Regions from separate parts of the Mus musculus genome. Here region 1 is linked to region 2. Evidence: chromatin contacts called from public Hi-C data. All regions are on one chromosome and are shown on one strand. The core of a region is the stretch at or near the end of the contact, and the rest is flanking DNA. Distances in the headings are between cores, read along the strand shown.

Region 1 (7,570 bases), core at 2,084-4,583, 49 kb before region 2:
TTTTCAGTTTCCACTTTCTTCTCTTGACCTTATTTCCTATCTCCCACCCCCTCTGCTAGTGTGAATGTCATAATTGTTTGAATAGAAATTGCTCCCCTAGGCTCATATGCTAAAAAGCATGTTAATTAGGGCACAGATTTGCTTGAGAGGGATTAGGAGGTGTGGGCTTGTTGGAAGAAGTTTGTCAGTAGAGGTGGGCTTTCAGTTTCAAATGCTCAAGCCAGGCCTAGTTTCTCCCTCTGCCTGCCAAACTGAATATAGAACTCAGCTACTCTCCAACACCATGTCTGACTGAATGCTCCCATTGTTTTCATAATGATGAAAATGGAGTGAACCTCCGAAACTGTAAGCAACCCTGAAACTGTAAGCAATCCCTATTTAAATACTTTCCTTTTATAAGACTCACTGCGGTCATGATGACTCTTCACAGCAACAGAACACTGACTAAGACAAAACTAAATAGCGTATTCAGTTGAGTCAGTATCCTACAGAAATTGGTTTCTTCACAAGACTCAGAACTAGAATGCCCTTAGCACATTGTACAAGTCAAGGTTACTTGACACTATGTCACTTGTTGAGAATTTGGCTTACTATGCTTCCCCTTCTTGGATTAATGATTGTTCCTGTTCCATGATAATTAAACTATGATCATTTAGACTTGACTACTGTGTACCAAACTGTTAACTCACACTTTTTTCCTCCATCTTAGTCCTTTACTAAAGTGACATCTTTTTGTATGAAATGTATTAGTGAGAAATTCCTTCTGCAAGTTCTTTGGTAGTCCTTGCAATCTACTTCCATTTGTCAAATGTCACTTGATTCTAATTTAAATGAAATTAGACACTCTGTGTGTGTGTCTGTCTGTGTGTCTCTTACTGTCACTCTCAAAAAAAAAAAAAAAAAAAGCAAAAATAAATAAATAAACCAAATGAAATCAACACAATAACACAAAACCAAAATTCAAAACAAACAAAAGACCAATAAGACAAAAAAAAAAAAATCACAGAAATACCATTGAGTTTGTGTTGTGTTGGACAGCTACTCCTGGGCTTGGGGCCTGCCTTGGAGCATAGATAAAGTGCCCAGTGATAGTTTCATTAGGGAAAATCAATTTTCCCTTTTGACAGTGGGTGTCAGTTGCAGAATACTCTTGCTTAGGGTGTGGGACCCTGAACCCCCGCAGGTCTTATGCAACTGCCAAGGTCTCTGTGAGTTTACATGTGCACCAGTCCCATTGTGTCTGCAAAACACTGTTTCCTTGGAGTCATCCATCCCCTTTGTGTCTAACACTTTTCTACTTCATTTCCCAGAGCGCTTCCTGACCTTGAGGGGAGGGATTTAATCTAGACATTCTGTGTAAGGTTGAGTGCTCCAAAGTCTGTTATTCTTTCACATTGTCCACTTGTGGGACTCTGTGTTCATTTCTATTTACTCCAAGAGGAAGCCTCTCAGATGTTGGCTGAGTGAGGCCCTGATTTAAGGATATAGCAGTATGTCTTTAGGAGTCCTTTCATTGCTAGCAAACTAATTTTTCTGAGCACTGAGTTACTCTTCAGGCATGCCCAATACTTTCCAGTGACTTTTAAAATAAGTTACTATACATTTTCCCCTGAAATTTTCCTGTTTCAGGTATTTCAGAGCAAACATCCTTAATTACATCCAATAAAAATTATAGGAAACAAAGCAGCTAGATGGAGTCTAATATAAAGGAAATAAACATCCTTTATGCAAACACACAGTGGCTTTTTACTGTTGCAAATACCCATGGAATTATAGACCATATGATACATTAATTAATTAATTAATTAATTAATTAATTATATGTACATTGCTGTTTTATCTGCATTTATACTGTGGGGGGTGTCAAATCACTTGAAGCTGTATTACAGACAGTTGTGAGCTGCCATGTTAGTGCCGGCAATTGAACCCAATACCTCTGGAAGATCATCCAGTACCTTCAGCCACTGGACCATCTCTCTAGCCCCAATACATTTACTGTTTGTTATGTTAAAGATTTACTGTTATTTTTATTTATGCTATGAGTGTTTGTATATGTGTTTGCCATGTATATGTGTACATTCTCTCCCATGAGAAAAGAGCATTGGATCCCCTGGAGCTGGAGTGTGGGCTGTCCTGAGTTGCTCAGTGTGGGTCCCCTGGAAAAGCAGAAAGTGCCCTTAGCCACTACTGAGCATCTCTATATGTATACATGTGCTCTTGTACATGTGTGCTCTCTCACGCGCGCGCACGTGCGCGCGCATGCACACACACACACACACACACACAGAGAGAGAGAGAGAGAGAGAGAGAGAGACTCTCTTATGTACTTTGGGTAGTATTAAATGACTTTTTTTAGACTTTTGATTCCTTCCTCTTTCAATCACATTAATTGTGTACATGCTTCAAATTTATCATCTGAAGTTCCTGTGGTTGAATTTTGATCTTTGTTCCTTCAGTAGATAATCCTTAGTGAAATAATTTCTCCTGTCCAGACCCCAGGTCCAGTTAATAATGTTCCTCCCACTGGCTTTGCAGCTAGATAGGTTGTTCCCTCTCTGCACATTCCCTGAACCAACAATTTTATTTCCCTTAGCCCAGTTTTGTAGCATTGTGTGTGAAGTGAAAGTTTGATGATCTTACTCCCCAACGCAGTCAGCTCCCAAGCCTGGAACTGCCACCTTCATTTAATTTCCAGAATTGACTAATGCCTTCCCATGCCTCACCTCCTGACCAGCTGTCAGGGTGCAGCGCTGTTTCCTAATCCAGTCTCTTTTCTCCTTCCTTCTAGCTCCTGTGGACTGGATGTATTTCTTTCTGAGTCTGGCTGTGCATTTTAAACACTGCTCCCCGTGCTTTCCCCCCAGTACTTCCAGATGTTTATGGCGGAAGGATTTTCTGTGTCTCTGGTCTGTCTGTCTGCTCAACACAAAAGTCCCACTGTTTTGTCACTTAGCACTGGAGCCCTCTGTGCCACTTGTCCTTCTCACTGTCCCAGTATCCCTGGAAATAACAGCTGCCCCTGTGTTCTCCCTCCTGTGCTGAAGTATGCTAATTGAAGGCTGAAATGTGTGGAAAGTGATCTCCTTGTTTGAATTTCCAAGTTGAAGTGGATACTCCTAGTGCACAATGTCAAGGACACTTCTAGCACATAGTTTTATACTTTAAAAAAAAAAAAACTTTGTCTTTATTCACATGACAGTGGCTCAAGGACATTCCTGGTTCAATTTCAAATCCAATGTTTATTTTACAATTTCGTTAGAGGTAATGTGAGGTCATGGAAGTAGCAGCAACTGGTGTGAAGTGACCTGAAATGGACATTGCACACTACAATGGGACCTCAGTGAAGCCACTCTCCCTGGTGCTGCTGCCATTCCATGTGAGACTAGCAAGCTGTGAGGGTGTCAGTGGAAATCTGCAACTCATAACTCCTTTGTTATCTTCATCTACCTACCAGCTGGAAGCATTGCACTCTGTTTTTAAATCTGTAAAACACTAATTTAAAAGCCATTCATAAAAATGGAATTAAATGGCAACTCAGTGAGGTGTTTGTTGTTTGTCTTTTTGCAACTCAGGAAAGAGGAGTCCTTACATAGGTTACATTAAAAAAAACTAGGCAAGAAAGTGGGCTAATGGGATTGCAATATGGGTCTATTAATTGTCCTTGTAGGTTTGCAGGTTACAGGAAATGAGCTATCTGACCCAGCACATAGTTGGAGGAATTAAATATAGTTCCCAAAGCTTGTAACTAAAGACCTAACCATGGCATCTAAATTCTTACAGTTTTTCACCATTTCAGAACACTCTCCATATCTTGTCTCCTCTCATTTTAACACCTGACCTTTGTCAAACAATCCAATGAAGCCCAGAAATGCTCAACAGAAGTCACTAAAGAAACTGAGAATCCTGGCTTCCCCATGAGCCAAGACCTAATTGCAAGAATTCTCTCTCTCTCTCTCTCTCTCTCTCTCTCTCACACACACACACACACACACACACACACACACACACACACACACACACACAGAGCTCTCCTCCTAGTGAGAATTCAGGTAAGGACAGCTGTTGCTCTTCCCGCCCCCCACCCCCCTTGGCCTTGTAGAACCTTTAACATTTCAAAGGTGAGTCACTCTTTCCTTTTTTCTTTTCAGATTTAGCTAGGTCCATTTTGTGCCTGTGATTAATGAGGTCATTTTTTTCTTTAATTTGCTTTAATAGCACTAAATGACCTCAAAGCCTGTGGTACACTTTCCTCGACTAGCACAAGCAGCAGTTTTTTAGCCTCTCTCTAGAGGACTGGAGTTGTTCCTAGGGAAATGTACCTCCCACAGACTTCCAGTAGATGGCAGGTACAGTACTTCCAACCTCTCACGATGTGAAAAAACATCCAATCGCTCATCACATAAAAATAGATTGTTACTGTGTTTTAATCTCAAGTGCAATGGAAGGGAGGGAGGAAAACTCCTGTTTATGGATCTAGCATTATATTATCATATAAGTATCTGCTTATTTTTGTCTTCTACTAAAAATACAAATGCAACAAATGAAAATATATCTTTATCAGGGAATGCCTGTAATTCCAGATTGCAAATTAAGCACTTAAATGTTGAATAATATAATCACCATGTTATAGGTGTTAATTAAAGTGCTTGGTGAACAAAGATACATTTAGCAATTTTTAAATATAAATTTTGGAGGATGAGAAACTATTGTTTTATGACAATTAGACAGTTCTAATCTGCTTCCATTTACATTTTACTTATTCTCCTTTTAAGCCAGACTCATGGATGGCGGGAGTACAAATGTAGATGTGTACATGCGGAGATAGACATCCCAACCATCCCTTCACTTTCCATGAATAATTAATCTCATGATGATTTCTCCCACTTACTATAGATATGAATTTCTTTTCAGTATATTCAGAAGGAAGTTTCTGTCTGTAAGCTAAGGTAAGAAAGAAGGAAGCTGACCTCGGGTAGATAAAAGCATTAGGATGATTTTCCTTGAAACAGGAAAAAGTTTGTTCTGAAGAGGGCCACTGTAAAAGCTGAAAAAATACTGTATCACCCATTTATATACAAGCTTTCATTAAAAGTACATGCATATTAGCACATCTAAAATAGTCAGGGCTTTCAGACATGCCAGGCTCATGCAGTGAATCCATCCATTCACCCCTTCATCTCTTATTCATCGATTATACACTTAATAATAAATATAACCATTTTTTGAGAAGAAGCCAATCAACTTAGCTTACAGTTTAAGAGAAGGACAGACAAAATGTAAAGAAAGTAGTCAACTATATAATGTTATGTTGGGGAAGTTCAAAGATCCCGAAAAGTTCCAGAGCTACTATTTTGATGGTGTTTCAGTCATATTCATCTTGTGTGTGAGCAACTTATGTGTGACATAAGTATGATGGACTCATGAAGTCATGGTATATGGTTTAAAAACAGGGACATGCTAATTACCCTCTTTTGTTCATTACAGGTTGTATTTTGGGGGTTTGTTTGTTTGTTTGAGACATGTTCTCTCTAGTTAGCACTGGTTGTCTTGGAACTCACTTTTTGTAGTCTAGGCTGTAAATGTTTGCCTTGTATGTGCAAGGAGTAAAGGCGTGTGCTACCACACCTGGCAAAGTCGAAAAGCTTACAACACCAAATTATAACCCAATTAGTTAAGTGTCAGTTTGAAAAACAATTAGCAATCCTTAAAATTAAAAAAAAGTTAAGAGACACTTAGTTCATTTAAAGCAGAATTGTAATCTTTCTTGTTTCTTTGGTATCTGTCAGAAGTTATTCTAAAATCTCAGAATATTGCCTCAAATCCATTCTGAAGTAATCTACTTTGGGGGCTCTCTGTGCTTCTTGTAGATGAAAGCAAAGCAAGACAGATTGAGCATGAAAAAATAGCTCCCATACAAATGCCAGCGATATAGCAGATCTCCTCAGGTGCTAGACTAGAGCAGGGCTCAGTGTCCACAGTGTTTCCCCTCAGGATTTGCCTTCTCTGACAATCTCTCCTCCTTTCTGCTCCATTCTTCTACTGAGAACTCTGTTTCCTTCCCTGGACCGCATAAAGACCATATGCAGCAGATTATTTCATCCTCCCAATTTCAGATTGAGCATCTCAAAGCCATTGAACTAAAATTTCCACACCCTTATTTCAGTCTTCGTTTGACTAGTTTAGACCCATCCAATCCAGCAACAAGGGAGGAAGTGCCCCCCACTTCTTATGACACTTAATAGTGGGAAGAGGTGAATCATGTGTTGGGAAATTATCTCCAGGTGTGTTCATTATACCCAAGTAACACAAGCCTAGCCAGTGTCTATGAAGTTGAGTAGATAGAGCTCTCCAACAGAGAATGCATTTGGTCCAAAAGGTCAGTTTGCTCTTTTGTCAGGTCTTCAGTCTCACTTGACATTTGCCTGCTCAGGCAGGCACTTCACCTGTGCTTCCTTGTGGTTACTCAAAGGACATTCAAGAATCAAATAAACATTTTTAGAGAAGCCTTACAGGAATCAAAACTCTGTATCCATTCCTCTGTTGAGGGACAACTAGGTTCTTTCCAGCTTCTGGCTATTATAAATAGGGCTGCTATGAACATAGTGGAGCATGTGTCCTTATTACATGTTGGAGCATCTTCTGGGTATATGCCCAAGAGTGGTATTGTTGGATTTTCTGGTAGTACTATGTAAATTTTTCTGAGGAACCACCAAACTAGTTTCCAGAGTGGTTGGACCAGCTTGTAATCCCACCAGCAATGGAGGGGTGTTCCTCTTTCTCCACATCCTCACCAGCATCTGCTGCCCCCTGAGTTTTTGATCTTAGCCATTCTGACTGATGTGAGGTTGAATCTCAGGGTTGTTTTGATTTGCATTTCCCTGATGATTAGAATGTTGAACATTTTTTCAGGTGCTTCTCAGCCATTCGATATTCCTCAGTTGGGAATTCTTTGTTTAGCTCTGCACCCCATTTTTAATAGGGTTACTTGGTTTTCTGGAGTCCAACTTCTTGAGTTCTTTATATATATTGGATATTAGCCCCCTATTGGATTTAGGATTGGTAAAGATCTTGTTCCAATCTGTTGGTTGTCATTTTATCTTATTGGCAGTGTCCTTTGCCTTACAAAAGCTTTGCAATTTTATGAGGTCCCATTTTCTGATTCTTGATCTTACAGCACAAGCCAGTGGTGTTCTGTTTACACAATGGAGTACTACCCAGCTATTAAAAACAATGAATTTATGAAATTCTTAGACAAATGGATGGATCTGGAGGTAACCCAGTCACAAAAGAATGCACATGATATGTACTCACTGACAAGTGGATATTAGCCCAGAAGCACAGAATACCCAAGATAAAATTTGCAAAACACATGAAACTCAAGAAGGAAGCTCAAAGTGTGGATACTTTGATTCTTCTTAAAAGGGGGAACACAATACTCATGGAAGGATTACAGAGATAAAGTTTGGAGCAGAGACTGAAGGAATGACCATCCAGAGACTGTCCCACCTGGGGATTCATCCCATAAACAACCACCAAATCCAGACACTATTGCAGATGACAACAAGATTTT
Region 2 (7,713 bases), core at 3,105-5,604:
TTGCCAGTGAGCTAATAGGACGCAGGCATTTCTTTTTTTTTTTTCAGTTGAAGTTCCCTCTTCCCAGTCTGGCTTGTGTCAAGTTGAACCAGGATTCTTGGTTTTAGTATCAGATTTTTGCCAAAGGACTCTGTAATTGATGTCTCCATTTGTCACAGTGAGGGTTACTATTGCTATGCTGAAACACCATGACAAGGAAAGAGTTTATTTGGTTTGCTCTTTCATATTGCTATTCATCATCGAAAGGAGTCAGGAGAGGGACCTGGAGGCAGGAGCTTCAGGAACCATGGAGGAGTGCTATTTGCTGGCTTGTTCATCATGGCTTGTCCAGCTGCTGGCTCAGCTTGCTCCAGGCAATGGATGCCGCCATCCACAGTGGGCTGGTCCCACCCCCATCAATCACCAATTATGAAAACTCCTTATAGGATTGTGTCCAATCCAATCTTATGGAGGGATTTTATTAATTGAGGTCCTCTCTTCTCAGAGGACTATAGCTTGTGTCAAGTTGACATAAAACCATGCAGCACACCATTAGAACCTTATTTTTCTTTTGTGCCCTTTGTGCCATCTGTATCTAACCCGGGTTGACAGAAAATTATTATGAATACTTTAAAACAAGCAACAATAAAATGTGTATCCATCCATCCATCTATCCATCCATCCATCCATCCACTGATACATTCATCTCTCCATATTTATCCTTAAGCAACAGCTTCTAGAGTTCAATAATATATATAGAAAGTATATGCTATAATCATATCTGCTTCATATTTTTGAGTTCCAAACTTTCAAAGTTTTTATATAGTTCCTCTAGTCCTCAGTATCTTACATTGTAAATGTTTAGACTAGAGTGTATAATCCCTTCATCCACAGAACTGTGAGATTTTAAATTTTATTTTCTGTTTCTGCTACCCCTCTTAGTTGGACCAAGTTTAAAGTTCTCCTAATCTGACTTTTATTCAAATCAGACTTTTTTTCTTTTTCAAACTGCTTTCTATTGTTGATTTTAAATTACTAGATAATTCCAAAATTATTGGGACATATAACCTGTTTGAAAAACACCTACAAGATTAGCATTGTTTTATGCACCCTGGTCACTCATTTAGGGTAGAATGTTGATTAAAGCTTTGAAACTTCTTGGACGATGTCGTTAGATATCATCAGAGTTACCTCAGCAACATTAGCCAAAATGCAAACTGGAAAGAATTCATTTCAAAAGACTCAGTCATGGGGCTGGTGAGATGGCTCAGTGGGTAAGAGCACCCGACTGCTCTTCTGAAGGTCTGGAGTTCAAATCCCAGCAACCACATGGTGGCTCACAATCACTCATGAGATCTGAGGCCCTCTTCAGGTGCTGTCTGAAGACAGCTACAGTGTACTTACTTAATTATAATTAATAATAATAATAAAAAAAGACTCAGTCATTAATTTTAGTCACAACTTATTTCTTAAGTACTCTTTTGTTTTCCAAGGGTAAAATATCTAGAAGGGCTTGAAATCACTAATGCCCTCCCAAATCCTCCATGTGTTTTGCTCATTATTTTGTAGTCAAAAGAGAAATATACCAGGTTCCTTAGATATATCCATTCATTCCTTTGCCATTCAGCAAAAGTTAGTACCAGTTCGCAGCCTTCCAGTCTTCACATGCCTACCATAACAATTTCCACACTCACTGGGTGTGGCACATGGCTGAAATCCCAGCTCCAGCTCCAGCTCCGGTGAGGAGGAAACAGGACCATAGCCCATTGAGGTCATCTTTGCCTACAGAGTGAGATGCTGTCTCAATCCAGCTCCCCATAGGAAAGAAACTTGGAACTGTCAACTCTGTGTGTATGTGAGTGTGTGTGTTTGAGTGTGAGTGTGTGTGAGTGAGTGTGTGTGTGTGAGTGTGTGTGAGTGTGTGTGTGAGTGTGTGTGTGAGTGTGTGTGTGAGTGTGTGTGTGTATGTGTGTGAGAGGGTGTGTGTGAGAGAGAGAGAGAGAGAGAGAGAGAGAGAGAGAGAGAGTGTGTGTGTGTGAGGTTCTGCTGGCTATAGAGTTCAAGCTGCTTTAAGTTTTGTTGTGTCTTTGTGTTGCTTCCTTTTTTTTTTTCTTCATCTAGTAATGGCTTAGGTTCTTTAAAATAATTTCAATTTCTTGGTCTGTTTCTGTCTTTTGCTTCCTTTTCAACTATTTCCAGCACCCTACAAGAATCTTTCACATCATGGATACAGCATAAGGAGTTATTCACAGATTTTTCTTCCAAAGTGGTTCACCCGTGTTTTTCTCTCTCTCTCTCTCATAAAATTGATGAGTATGTGAAGTTGTTCTGAGAAACCTTGTCTAGCTTTGAATTGACCTCCAATGTAGTCTTGACCCACTTCTGTTCCTTGAATATGGGGCTCATAATTCCTGTTCTGGTTATTACCATTTGACTGTTTAGTGTCATTTCAAACGAAATGCTTAGAGAATGAATCGTCCTTCTCCCCAACCTGCTTCTTTTCTGTTTTCTGTCTCAATTATTAGCAGCAGAGAATCACACACATTTCTCAAAAAACCATAGAGTCCTTGGTGACACTTCTATTTCCCTACCATTGGAGAATCTGCGTAAACAGCAGGGTCTCCATCCTGCCTCCACATTAAGAACTCTAGCCTCTTGTTTCTCAGCACCTCCACTACCATCATGATGATCCTGTAGAGGGAGGGGCAACAGCTAGGGTCCCTAACCTACTGCCCCTGCTTTTATTCCTTTCGCTTGCGATTTGCTTCCTGCATAACAGTCAAAGAATGTTCCTTCAAAACATGTTAATCACATCTACTGGCTTGTTGAAATCCTCCCAGTGGTTCAGTGGTGCATTGAGAATAAACCACAAACAATTTAGCACAGCTTTGAAGAACTGGTTCCTATTTGCCCTCCAGCCTCATTTCTTCTGTGCCTTAAGCAAGTGCAGTAAGCCCTCTCTTGGGGTCTTTTGCATGCTATATGACTTGAAGACCATTACCTAAGCTTGTCTTAAGACCAGTCCTTCCCATCAACCAGTCCTTGGCTCAAATGGAAACACCCCAGGAAAGATTTGTTTTCTTCACTGGTCAAAGTGTTGAGCCTCATGTTCTTGATCATGGTTACTGCTGTTAACCACTGTGTTACTGTTATTTATGGCAATTGTTGCTGTCAGAACTAACTTCATTTACTGTCTTACTTTTATATTTTCAATGTAATCAGTTATGGCAAGAACATAGTCTGACTTCATAAGTGGATAGCTAGTGCCCGCAGACTCTGGGACAGAAGTCCTGTGTTCAGAGCTATGATAGCTAGAAAGCACAGATGGCTTAGGTAAAACTAGTTCCTTTAAAGCAGTCTGTAAACTTAGGAACGACACCCCTATCCAGTCTACTCAAATAGTCGTTTGTACCATTAATTTAGAGAGTTTTCTAGAATAGTGAATTGACTATATGTAGGTGGGAATTTCAAGATTCCATTACTGACATACAACACAACTCTGTAGAAAACCACATCTCAATGTTCTGGTCCAGAAGAGAACCATTAATCAAAAACAGACAAACAAGCAAACCAACCAAAACAAAACAAAATTAACACACTGCAAACGAAAATATGCAAAAATGGTTTGTGTGCTTGTGCATGTAAGAGGACACATTGGGGAAACTAAAGTGAGAAGAAGCGCTGCCAAGATGGAGCCTGTTCAGAATTTACTAAGAATTATCAGAAGGCCTCTGATAACAATCATTGCAGCCTGTTAAACCAAATAGGGTCCCTGTACATCTACAGATGCAAAGAACCCATCCCGATAGAAAGGACAGAAATATAGTCAGGCTCTACTGTCTCTGAAGCACCTCTTTTTGCCCAGCCACCAGTATAATCAGATCAAAATTAGTGCTGTGGGTGTGGGGCTGGAATTGCTCCTAGAAAGCCAGGTTAAGGTTGACAGTTTTGAAGAGGCTGAAACACAGAAGTTCCAAACACAAAACAAAGTAGAAAGCAAGAACCCTATTTAGACCCTTAAGAAGGCGGTGGGTGGAGCAGGTGGGGTTGATGGAAAGGATACAGACTCCGCTATTACAAGAGAGACACGGTTTTAAAGAGGTCAGCTGACTGGCCCTTTAACAAACTCGAGGGCTCCCAGAGGGAGTCCCCCGTTAGGTGGGCTCTACCAGGCTGGCGTTTCCCGGTCCACTCCTGTGCGGGCGCTTGGAAGGGGGTGGTCAGGACTGCCCTGAATGGGCGGGTCCGCGGCTTTAGAGTCCGCCGAGTGGGCTGGGGCGGCTGCTGCGCGCAGGGGGCGGCTCCCCGTCGGGCTCCGGTTCCCCTCGTCGGCTCCGCGGCGCCGCCCTCGCCCCGCCCCGCCCCGCCGGCGCCGGTCGCGCGGACCCGCCGTGGTCCCCGGAGCGGAGCGCGCCGCGGCCGCAGTAGCTGGGCGCCTCCCCCGCGCTGCCGCGCGCCCGCCTGCTCGCCTGCCCGCCCGCCGGCCCCGGCTCCGCTCGGCCATCTTCGCGGCTCCCGCCCTCACCAGCTCCGGTCGCGCGCCCTGTCCCCGCGCGCGGACTTTCCCGGAAAGTTTGGTGGTTCTTCTCCGCCGCCGCAGGCAGCGGCGCCGCGCCCCACGTCCGCCAAACTTTGGGGCTCACTGGCGCGATGAGCGTCCCTCCGCTGCTGCGACCGCCTAGCCCGCTCCTGCCCGCCGCGGCCGCCGTGGCTGCTGCCGCCGCTGCGCTGGTCCCAGGCTCCGGGCCCGCGCCCTTCCCGGCGCCTGGGGCCGCCCCGGCGGGGGGCATCTCGTTCCATCTGCAGATCGGCCTGAGCCGCGAGCCGGTGCTGCTCCTGCAGGACTCCTCTGGCGACTACAGCCTGGCGCATGTCCGGGAGATGGCTTGTTCCATCGTGGACCAGAAGGTAAGGTGCCCCGGGTCCACCAACTTTGCAGCCGACCTCGCCTGCGCCGTACAGCCTGGCTGTGGCCGGACTGCATGCCCTAGCCCCAGGCACTGCTCTGCCTGCCGCGCAGTCTTCCTGGGGGCTGACCTCCTGCTCCTTCTCTGGCACGCCTGCCTTCTCACCTCCTTTACCTCCCTTCTTGCGATGACAGTTCAAGGAATCTTGCACTTTTCTCCTCGCGCTCCGGCGTATTCTTGAGGTTTCCTGGCTGTCCTGACTCTTTTTCCCTGGACCAGAGCCTACCTGGTACCAGATCCGCTTTCCAGCGCCAGAGATCCCTTGGGACAGCCCAGAGCTTTTTCAGCCCCACTCCCTTCCACTACATCCTCTTTCAGCTCTAATTGATGCTGAGGAGTTCCGGGTGTGACCTGGACGCCAGGAATTTCTCACCTGCCAATAGTGCTTTTAAGAAAGGGTGATTGATTAAGCCAGCTGTGAAAACAACCGAGGAGTTGGTACCACTACCCAAGTCCGCCCTGGATTTAGTACTACCACTGTGCGAGCTTAGAAACATTTTCCAACAATAAAACCTGAAATTTACAGCGTTTTTTGGCTTAAATTTCCATGCACTGATCTTGGGAGACTGGAGTAGTGAGAAGGTCTGTGGTTCCAAGAACATCCAGTGCTGGCTTTGCTCTTAAGTTTGAGGCTATGGGACTTTGGATAGTGGTCATCAAAGACTGGCTGGGGAGAGGCCCATAAAGCTGGGCTAGGCCACCCATCATTGTTTCCAGTGCACTTTTGAAGTTAGGTTATCTCCACAGCCATCCAGAAGGATGCTTCATGTAAGGGGGAAGGGCCCTTGGTGCCACTCCTTCACAGTATGGACTGCCAGGGTTCTGGGGGAGGAGAGAGAGATAGAGGAGTTAGCTAAAGGTGCTGACTTTCAACTCTGGAGGGCTGACTGGCTAGTTCTCACCCTTTAATGAACAGTCAAGAGCGGATTTTCTTAAACTGTTTGGAACAACGTGTCTTACGCTTTTTGAGCGGTGTAAATAGTGGTGCTGAGTACAGAGGTCTAGGGAGTTGCTCTGGGGAAGCACCCACTAATGCAGGAAGTGAAAATTCTAGAGGTCAGACTCAAGTAACAGTGAGTGCCTTGAAGTTTTGTTAATTAAAGGGAGTGATATTTTTTCGTTATATAATTGAACTCTTTGTAGTTCCCTTGAAGTACTGAATCCAGCCGCCCCCTCCCCCAGGATGGTGAATTATGCAAGTATTCTAGGCTCTGACTGCCTCACTGTATAGCCTTCAAATATTTCTGTTATGATATGGATTAATTAATTAAAAAGCACTGCCACACAGGCATACACAACACATGTAATGAAATTATTCAGAAAGTCCCTTCGGTACTATAACAACAATCTAACTGTAAGTTCTAAAGAAGATGGTGTAGTGTTAGAATATCCCAAAAGGGCTAAGTTAATACAAACTTTGTTTTGACCTGCTTAAACTCTGTGTGTTTCTGTGTTTCTGGTCTGTCCTTGAGGTTTTGAGTGGGGAATATGATTCAAGAGGTTTGGGTTGGGGTTTGGATACAGTGAATTTTACAGTTGACTCTGGGTTGCTGCCTGGGAGTGTTATCAGTACCCAGGAGAAGTGCAAGCAAGAGGACATGCAGGGCAAAGCAGGCTGGGACAGCCTCAGTAGTAGATACACAGAAGGTTCACTTAGGAAAAAAAGTCTTGAGATGATTAGGAACTTACATTGTAAAAAAACAAAAAAACCGAAAACTCGGTAATCTTCTCAAAAGAGAGATATCCATACCGCACGTATCTGAGATCCACATTAGCTTTGTGGAGGGTGTTTTAGAATGGCCAAAATGTAATGGCAGAAAGAAAACTGGAATGCAGTCAAGTGTTGTGCTGTGTAGACCTGAGCCAAGATCTGGGGGTGGGGATGAGGGGAGGAGCTGGAGGAAGGCTGGAGAGCAGGGAGCCAGCCCCACTGTGTGTTCTAAGGGAATCCTGTATGTATCCTGCTTATTATGCAGTTCTTCACCAAAAGAAAAGTTTGAAAAGTTTTCCTGGGACAGCCATATCCTTTTGTTTTTATGGGTATGGCAAGTTGAGTTATTTTGAAATGTGAATTTTAGCAAATATTATAAGTCCCTAAGTCACGGGTCTAGACAGTGTGCCTTGTCAGTTATTCTATTATCTGTCGTTCTAGATATCAATAACCTATTATCTGTATTTGTCCTCCTCCTCATCTATCATCTCTCTGGCTATCTCTATCAATCATGTAACTATCAATCGCCTGTTATCTACCTGTGCGTCATTTTGTTATCTATGTATCTTCTGCATCTATTTTGGGATATGTTATTTGCCAAGACAGAATTCTTGTGCTGTGACTGCAGTAGTGGGCAGCTTGCAAATGTGGAGGTAAGGAAGTTGGGGGGGGGCTTTTATCCTTTGTCTCATGCTTTCTCTTATGCTTCCTGAAGACATTAACTACGAGGAAGAATGACGAGAGAGAGAGAGAGAGAGAGAGAGAGAGAGAGAGAGAGAGAGAGAGACATACATAAATACATAGAGGCTTTTCAACAGAAGGTTCTCTTGATTTTATAGTCCTTCTTATTTATTGCTTCAGTATTAGGGGGCTTTTTATCTTGTCTGTGCTCAAGAGCCCCTGAATACGAATATGGATGCTTAACTCAATGGAAGTAGTCACTGACAATTCAGTTGATTTCCCCAGTATTATTCGAGAGACTCTCTGTGTGGGATGAGCACCTGAGGTGGACAAGGCTAAATAGGAGAGCAGCTGTGCCTGGAAACTTCACTTGAA

The links. Hi-C and Micro-C count contacts between places; a contact is called where the count stands out from the background.
Region 1: a Hi-C map of Sertoli cells shows a contact between it and region 2, with 3 times the contacts expected there. The contact joins the enhancer-like site here to the promoter of Prkd1 in region 2. A contact is called at or near these places in 7 of 39 promoter capture datasets (the 3T3-L1 cell line, hippocampal neurons, macrophages and 4 more), 1 of 484 Hi-C or Micro-C datasets (Sertoli cells) and 3 of 9 other capture datasets (adipose tissue, liver and pancreatic islet).

What each region holds. Positions count from the first base shown.
Region 1 is chr12:50,694,449-50,702,018 of GRCm38.p6, reverse strand. No RefSeq gene overlaps it. Among named protein-coding and RNA genes, the nearest start is that of Prkd1, 49 kb to the right of the region's middle. Within about 2 kb of position 3,333, at least 24 of the 459 cell types and tissues checked have an H3K27ac peak or open chromatin away from gene starts, as enhancers often do. A contact at or near this core is called in Sertoli cells, where this site is marked.
Region 2 is chr12:50,645,890-50,653,602 of GRCm38.p6, reverse strand. It overlaps Prkd1 (protein kinase D1), which reads left to right and starts at 4,354. Exons shown (of 19, transcript NM_008858.4): 1 at 4,354-4,887. The coding sequence starts at 4,630.